Linked DNA regions of Mus musculus: region 1 is linked to region 2. Evidence: chromatin contacts called from public HiChIP or PLAC-seq data. All regions are on one chromosome and are shown on one strand. Each heading gives the region's core, a stretch centred on a gene start, on an enhancer-like site or on the middle of the called end of the contact. The rest is flanking DNA. Distances are from core to core; before and after follow the strand shown. Region 1 overlaps Smad3 (SMAD family member 3). Region 2 overlaps Pias1 (protein inhibitor of activated STAT 1).

What was found. HiChIP or PLAC-seq counts read pairs in DNA pulled down with a chosen protein or histone mark.
Region 1: a contact with region 2 is called in an H3K27ac HiChIP or PLAC-seq map of microglia, with 4 times the contacts expected there. The contact joins two enhancer-like sites. A contact is called at or near these places in 1 of 115 datasets of contacts at active chromatin or transcription factors (microglia) and 1 of 9 other capture datasets (embryonic stem cells).

The regions. Positions count from the first base shown.
Region 1 is chr9:63,714,092-63,718,276 of GRCm38.p6, reverse strand. The region is part of intron 1 of Smad3 (SMAD family member 3); the gene reads left to right. Among named protein-coding and RNA genes, the nearest start is that of Gm51710, 15 kb to the left of the region's middle. Within about 2 kb of position 1,331, at least 159 of the 459 cell types and tissues checked have an H3K27ac peak or open chromatin away from gene starts, as enhancers often do. A contact at or near this core is called in microglia, where this site is marked.
Region 2 is chr9:62,931,140-62,934,862 of GRCm38.p6, reverse strand. All of the region lies in intron 2 of Pias1 (protein inhibitor of activated STAT 1), which reads left to right. Among named protein-coding and RNA genes, the nearest start is that of Gm35574, 48 kb to the left of the region's middle. Within about 2 kb of position 1,757, at least 68 of the 459 cell types and tissues checked have an H3K27ac peak or open chromatin away from gene starts, as enhancers often do. A contact at or near this core is called in microglia, where this site is marked.

The sequences.
Region 1 (4,185 bases), core at 82-2,581, 780 kb before region 2:
AGTCACAAGGTCTCCTTCTGCTTCCAGAATTGCTCCCCTCTAGCCTCGATTACTGCCACCCCCCATACCCGCCCCACACCCACTTGTTTCTGAGACAGAGTTTCGAGTAGTCCAGGCTGGCCTTGAACTCAGTATGAAGTTGAAGATATTGAGTTCAACTTTGAACTTGTGATCCTCCTGCCTCTGCCTCTCAAGTGCTGGGGTTCCAGTCTCTGGTTTATGGGGTACTGGGGATCAGACATAGGGCCCAGAGCTTTGTGCAGGGTAAACAGGCAACTGAGGCACCTCCCATCTCTTGGGGTGATCAGCCCTTCCCTGCCCAGACCCTGTCCCTTGGCTTCTGATCCTGTGCCTGGCTTGTCCCCTGGTATCTGTACAGTATCAGTGCCCCCTGTTCCTTGGCCTGACCCTTGGGGCTCTGATGCTCGGCTTCCACCAGTCTCAAGTTGGATTTGCTGCAAGTCTGAGCAGTCAAGGACAGCTACCACGTGAGAGAGGGAGGTCTGTAAAAACTGCTGTAGCTCAAAATAGCCACAGTGTCCAGAGAAGCCAAGAACGCTGTTGTCCCCCACTTTGCTGTCACTACTGAGCATCCTCTGTCCCTGTGTCCCCTCAGTCCACCAGCATGTCAGGATCTTGGCATGGACCACAGTGTGTCAAAATAATGTGTGTGGTCTTTTTTTCTTAGGCCCAAACAGGAAATCCCTCATAGTCTAGGCTTGGTAGACTGAGCTCTGGGTAGAGAAGGTCAATCTACCAAGAAGGTCAAGTCAACCATTCCTGTCTCTCCTCTGGATGCTAGGGAGGTCCTTGTCCTCATGCAAGTTCTGGCTCTTCTCTGTCTCTGATTCTAAAACAGAATGCTTGGGCCCTTGTGTCCTACTTTGTGGCTGGTGACTTCATAGGGTGACAATGACAGTTGGGCTTTGGTTAGGAAAAGGAAACTGGAATTCTGGAGATATAAGTGACCCTGAGGTTGAGAAAAACCCACACTAAGGAGAAAGAAACTTAATATAATACCACATAGACCAAGGCACACTATTCTGTATGCATAGGGGTGTGTGTGTGTGTGTGTGTGTGTGTGTACGTGCGTGCGTGCGTGTGCACACGCCAGTAGTCTCTGGTGTCTGTCTCCTCAGAGCTGGGCGACTCGAGTTGCCACACCTGGACTGTTATGTGAATGCTGGGAATTGAACTCAGGGCCTCATGACTGTGGGAGATAATTTACCTGCAGAGCCATCTCCCCAGCCCACCGTAGTCCTTTGCAAACTGGCTTATCAGTTCCCATGGATTGATTTTTTTGTTCACCTTCAAAGCACTTGCTCAAGAGTAATAGCTTGGTAATTGTTTGTTGACGGAAAGGCGGGTGAACGTCATTTGGGAATCCTGACTGCTAGGCTGTTTGAAAGACATGATTTCCATTGTGAATTCTTTGCACGTGGGAACGATTTTCCTGTGGGATGCTTGCCTGGAGGGAAAAATGTTTTGCGGTAGCAGGTTTGAAAAATGGAGCCATTTTGCTCTGACGGAAGCTGGGTGACCTAGGGCAAGTGCCTGGGACCCCTGATCCTCATCTGTAAAGTGGGAGGGGCAGGGGCAGCCCCACTAACTTCTGGCAGCCTTGAGACTCTGACTTCTGGGGGGGAGGTGCACAGAGCTAGAGTCCTCTGAAGTAGGAAGAATGCCTTTGTGCCAATGAGGAACACTGATATGGGGGCTCAGAAAGGAAGCCAGGAGACACACACACACACACACACACACACACACACACACACGGAAAGGAGAATGGGGGTAAGAAAGGAAAAAAAAACATGCTTCATGGACGGGATGAGTAAAAGTCAATGGGCTGAGAAAACCCAGCTCTGAACTTCACATGACCCCGCGTGCTGCCTGCAGTTGCGACATCAAATGCCCCTTGAGTACTCTCAGCCGGCCAGTGATGTCAGCAGGCTGTGGCCCCACAGGAAGCAGGGCTGCCATCAGGATGGCTCAACATAGCCAGCTCCTCCTCCACACTTGAAACCACAGCTCTCCAGGGCAGTCAGAGGGGGACCCGGCTCAACTCTGGAAAACAAGCTCTCGCTCATCCCTTGGTGGTGTTCATGCAGGCAAGAGCTGCTCCCCCCAGAACTGCTCCGTTACAGGCTACCCTGTCTGGAACCAGTATGTTCCTTCAGGGGTGCTGGTACCAAGTGCTTTTGCTTTTCTGAGACCAGATCTTGCTAGATAGCCCAGGCAGGCCTCAAGTTCACCTTGGCCTTTTGTCAAGGCTTCCTTGGTGTTGGGATTATAGGTGTGGCCCTGAGTTCAGATAACTTGAGTCTACCTGCAGACAGATGCAGTGTTTATCCGTAACCCCGGTAAAATTAGAGCTGTCCCTGCAAAGTCACAGGCACAGGCTGCAACAAACACCAAAAGACCATCTCAGATGACCTGCACACACATGCGCCTGCATTGAAACGAACGTGTACACACATGCACGCACATCAGGACACAAGACTGTAAACACTGACAGCCTTGCTGACGTGTAACCTGTCTGTCATGAAACAGCCTCAGAGTATGACGGACGCTCCATGTGCTAATGAGTTTGGACAACCATCAGCACTGACCGATTAATTTCCTTCACCATTAAAACAACTCCTCCCCCAGAACTCCCCCAGAAGTCACTCCTACCCCTCTCCTTGGCTTTGGCATCGTCACCTTCTTTCTGTCCCGTGGATTTGTCTTTTTCAGGATGGCTTGTGGACTTCACCAACACACGCTCTTCTGACCTGCATCTTTGGCGTAGCTTGCTGTAGTATGCATCGGCAGCGCCTCGATTCTTTTATGTGACCATATAGTACTCCACGGCAGAGGCTTATCACCTTTTGCTTGTCAGTTTTTCAGATGAGTGGTTTTTTCTCTTTTGGCTCTTATGAATAAGACTGTAACAGCTATGTGTCTGCCTTATTTCTTGCATGTTTTTTCATTTATCCTTAGTAGATACCTAGCAGTGGGTTATCAGGGATGTGTGAGGGTTTCAGTCTCTCCACACTTGCTGACACTTGCTGTTGTTTTAGCCATCCTAGTGGATGTGAGGTTAAACCTTGTCACTGTTCTTATCTGCATTTCCCTGGTGGCTGAAGGTCCTGGGTAGCTCCTCACCTGCCACCCACTTTAAATGAACTGGTCTGTCTGTCTGTCTTCTGTCTTTGAGCCATGAAAGTCCCCGTGCATTCTGAACCAGAGGCTGTGAACTTTTCCCTCCATTCTGTGGATTTTCTCTTTTACTTCCCTGGTAGACTTTGACACCCAGAGATTTTGCTGAACTAATAATAATAATAATAAATCTGTTTTCACTTTTCTGAAACTCACAGGAGCAAAGGTCTATCCCCACTTCTTCCCCAAGAAATTTCTAATTCAGCTCTACCTCTTAGCCTTTATTTCTGTGTAATACGTCACGCCAGAACTCAGCTTCCTTCCTTCCTCTCTGACAATGTCTATTTAATTGCCAGGCGCTTAAAGAGGACTGTTTTTCGCCCACTCAATTTTACCTTGGCCCTTTGGTTGAAAGACTGCTGACAACATACACAGGGGCTGATTTCCGTGTTCAGATGCCTCAACCATCCACATCTGCTCTCTGCCAGTCTTGGTAACTATAGCTTTGTAGTATTGGCCAACTGTAAAATATATGCGTATATAAACACACACACACACACAATATGTTTTTGGTTTTTTTTTTTTTTTGCCTATGTGGTTATTTGTCTATATACTTTTGTTTCTTTGGTGTATTTGTGTATGTGTGCAGATTTTTTTTTTACCTGTGTGGTATATTTATTCATATACACACACACACACACACACATATACACACACACATATATATATACATACATATATACATACACACACACACATATATACATACATATTGTGTGTGTGTGTGTGTATGTATGTGAGAGAGAGAGCAAGAAACTGAGTGTCTCTTTTCCTCTCTGCCTTATTTCCACAAGACAGGGTCTTTCCCCCAACCCCCATTCAATCAACTGGAAGCTTACTGTCTTGCTCAGTGAACTCCTGGAACCCAGCTGTCTCTGTTTCTTAGTGCCTGGGTTCCAAGTGGGCCCATGACTGTATCTAATTTTGTTTTTGGGGGGTTCTGGGCATTTAAATTCAGGTCTTCATACCTGAGCAACAAGCATGTGT
Region 2 (3,723 bases), core at 508-3,007:
CCTTGGAGCCTGGAGAATCTATTTGGTGTATCTGCTCGAGGGCCAGCTACTAACTCTCAGGCCTAATCTGAGAAATAAGATCAAGGGTAAATAAATGGAGCAGGCAGAGCTGTGCTCTGGAGGAAAATGATGAAAAGTGTAAGCTAACGGGGGTGGGGTGACAGGGACCTGCAGTTAGGATGGGAGTGAAATGGATGCCTTTGGTACATCATCAGTCTAGTAATGTCATCCAATGCAGCCGCAGCCTATTCTATTACTGAGTTCTGTGGGAAAGAGAAAGGATGGAACTTTGTTCATGCGCCCAAGAATCGAGCTGCTTTTATTATCAAAGACTTTTACAGCATTAGCAGTATGATGCCAAGACTTTACAGATAATATACACAATAACATGTTAGTGTTGGACAAGGCATACAAAATTATACAAGTAATCATATTCAACATGAAGTTTCAAATATCGAAGTTATAAGAAATATGATTTTGATGCTTGCTTTGATCTTTTAATTCATGATAAGTATATTTGCTTCAATTTATATAGAATGTTTTGGGTATTTTTCTTCACTTCCCCCCACCCCCGAAACAGGGTTTCTTTGTGTAGCCTTGGCTATCCCTAGAACCAGCTCTGTAGATTAGGCTGGCCTCCAACTCAAAGATCTGCCTCCTGAATTCTGGGATTAAAGGCATGCACCATCACTGACTGGAAAACTTAAAAGTTTTAAACCTAATCATTTTTATTTATATAGATATTTTATGCATTTTAGTATTTTGCCTGCTTGTATGTCTGTGTACCTTGTGCGTGCCTCTGGACCATGTGCAGTGCCTGTGGAGGTCAGAAGAGGGAATCAGATCCCTTGGAACTGGAGTTCCAGGTGGTTGTAAATCACTATGTGGGTACTAGGAAACTAACCCAGTTCTCCTTGCAAGAGTAGCCTGTGCTTGTAATGGCTGAACAATCTCTAGCCTTCGTGTAATATTTTATGGCTCTGTTCACATGTCATTAAATATTATCTTATAGAAAATTTCCATTTTAAAGATGAATGTAGCACTGGGAATGTGATCCAGTTGGTAGAGTGTGCTTGTCTATAGTGCAAGAATCTCTCAACTCAATCCTAGTACTGCATAGAGCAGGCCTAGTGTTAGCCACTTTTAATCCTAGCACTGAGGATATAAAGTCAGGAGGACCAAAAGTTCAGTCTTCTACTACATCGTGAGTTTATTAAGGCCAGCTTGGGCTACCTGAGAACTTACCAAAAAAAGATAAGCAGCAGATGGTCAGAGCAATGCAAATTTGATAGTGGATCAGTATATATCTTCTTTTTGGAGAAACATACATTCCTGTCATCTTCCACTACTGTTTTTTTTAAGACAGACTTGCTGTTTCGTCCTGGCTAACCTAGAACATGCAGGCTATGACCATTTAATTAATCCTCCTGTCTCAGCCTCCTGAGTGGAAATTACAGACATGTACAACCACAACCAGCCTGTAATTTTCTGTTTTAAAGATAGTTGGGAGCATGCTGAAGCTATAGCGTTGCAGTTGTTTTTAAAGATTGCATAGTTAATCAAATTTGGGATTGAGTAAACCAGAGTTCATTAAAGCCAGAGGGGTTGACATTTAGAGATAGCTACTTTAGTTCCACTTCCCCCAAGACAGCAAGAAATACTCTGTAACTGAAAGATGATTATTTTTAGCTTTCCGTTGGGCAGTAAGGCAGAGTGGCAAAAGTGCAGTCATTAGCTGAGCTCTGTGTTCTGTATCAGGCCTCACAAGCCTTGCTTTTGTATGCCTAGGATTTGGCTTCCGGTGTCCTAAGTTTGTATACACAATGTGGTTCCTCTTTTTTTCTTTTTGATTTAGTTCATATTTTTGTGGAATAATTTGTAAAAACTTTAAAGAGTGGACTTTCTATAACTCCTTCTCTGTGTATTCTGTATGTCTAGGTCTTGTTTGTCTTTCCTAGAGATAGGCCTTTGGCAGCTTAAACTTACTAAGGAAGAGTGTTGAAAAGTCATCTCCCCTAAGGGCCATAAGTACTCCCTGCAAACATCATCAGCCCTTAGTGATGCACACCACCAGAATATGAAACCATCAAGGTTTCAAAATGACACAGAAGATGTGTTGGGAATTTTCATGTCTTCTATTTACACTTGAGAGCCGAGAGCAAGTTATATAACATTACAGATCACTGAGTGGCTATTGCACTAACTGAGGGACAGTTCTCCTATACCCCACATAACCAGTATTTGAATTCCTTTCTTAGCAAAGATTCAAAATATTGTGCATATAGAACTTTAAGAATTCAGAATTGATGACAGTTACTTAAAACACTGGTGATTTAGCTTCAAACCCGAGACCTTAATGTTACTTCCTGTTTCATTTAGGAAAGCAAAGATCTCCTATTCGTGTATTGAAATCAATGCCTTTAATAAGTTATTCTTTACCTAAACTTGTTGTAGTCTGGCCTCTATATCTACATGCTGTTATAGACTGTGACAAGTTTAGGCATGATTTGTTAAATATATGAATAAATAAAAAGTTAAATAATGGGGTTTGTTGTGATATTCTCATACATACATGCCCAGGTTGTTAGTTTGATGGCAAATGCCTTTACTCACTGAGCCATTTTGGTACCGGCCACTTTTTGACCTTTCATTTTTATTGTAGCACTATCTCGATTTTGGTTTGCATTTCGCAGTTAAGACTGTTGAACATCTTTTAACAGATTTTGAGCTACCTATGTCCTTGCCTTATTTAAGATCTTTTTTGCTCAGTAATTTTTAAAAGATAGCCTCATTTTATTTTAAGAACCTAAGTTCTTAATTTTTTTAAAGTCCAATTCATTAGTGGTCATCTGGCCTCTTAAGTGTTCACTTTGATTTTGCCATTTTTAAGTGAAATACTTAAGTTCAACTCTGTGATATTAGCAAATGGACTTTAATGTTATTTTCTATTTCATTTAGAAAAATAAAGCTCTCCTATTTGTGTAAAGAAATCAGTCTTTAATAAATCATTCTTTACCTAACCCTGTTACAGTCTGACTTGTGTATTTCCATAGCAGATCTCCTCAACAGTAACAGTATGGTAGTTCCCTCCGTACTGCTTTCTCCCCTGCTAGGTCTAGTCAACGCCTAGTTTATTTTGTATCTCTAAGAATTTGCCTAGTTTAGGCATCTTTTACAGGTAGAATCGTACACTGTCTTTTTATATCCAGTTTATTTCACTGGGCATAATGATCTATATTTGTCCACATTGTACAATCTATCAGAATTCCATTCTATTGCATTTTATGCAAAATAATATCCACATCACATTTTCTCCATTCTTCTTCTGTTCGCTGACAGGTTATTTCACCTTTCATTTGTAGATACATTTTATGAGCATTTCTGTATATGCAAGAATCCTTTTGGTCCACACACCCAGAAGTAGGATTACTGGTCTCTATGGTAATTTTGTGTCACCAAACTATTCTATAGTGGATATGCGGCAGCACTTATTTTACATTCCTACCACCAATGTACACAAATTCCAGCTTGCTGGATAATTTGTGGTGGTAATTTTTTTGTGGTGGTGTTTGTTGTTGAGGGTGATGTTTCTTTAGGAGAGACTTTTTGGTTTGGTTTGGTTTGGTTTGGTTTGGTTTGGTTTGGTTTGGTTTGGTTTAGTTTGGTTTAATATAGCTAATAGGTTAAAGGTTGCCTCACTGAGATTTTGGTTGGCATTTCCTA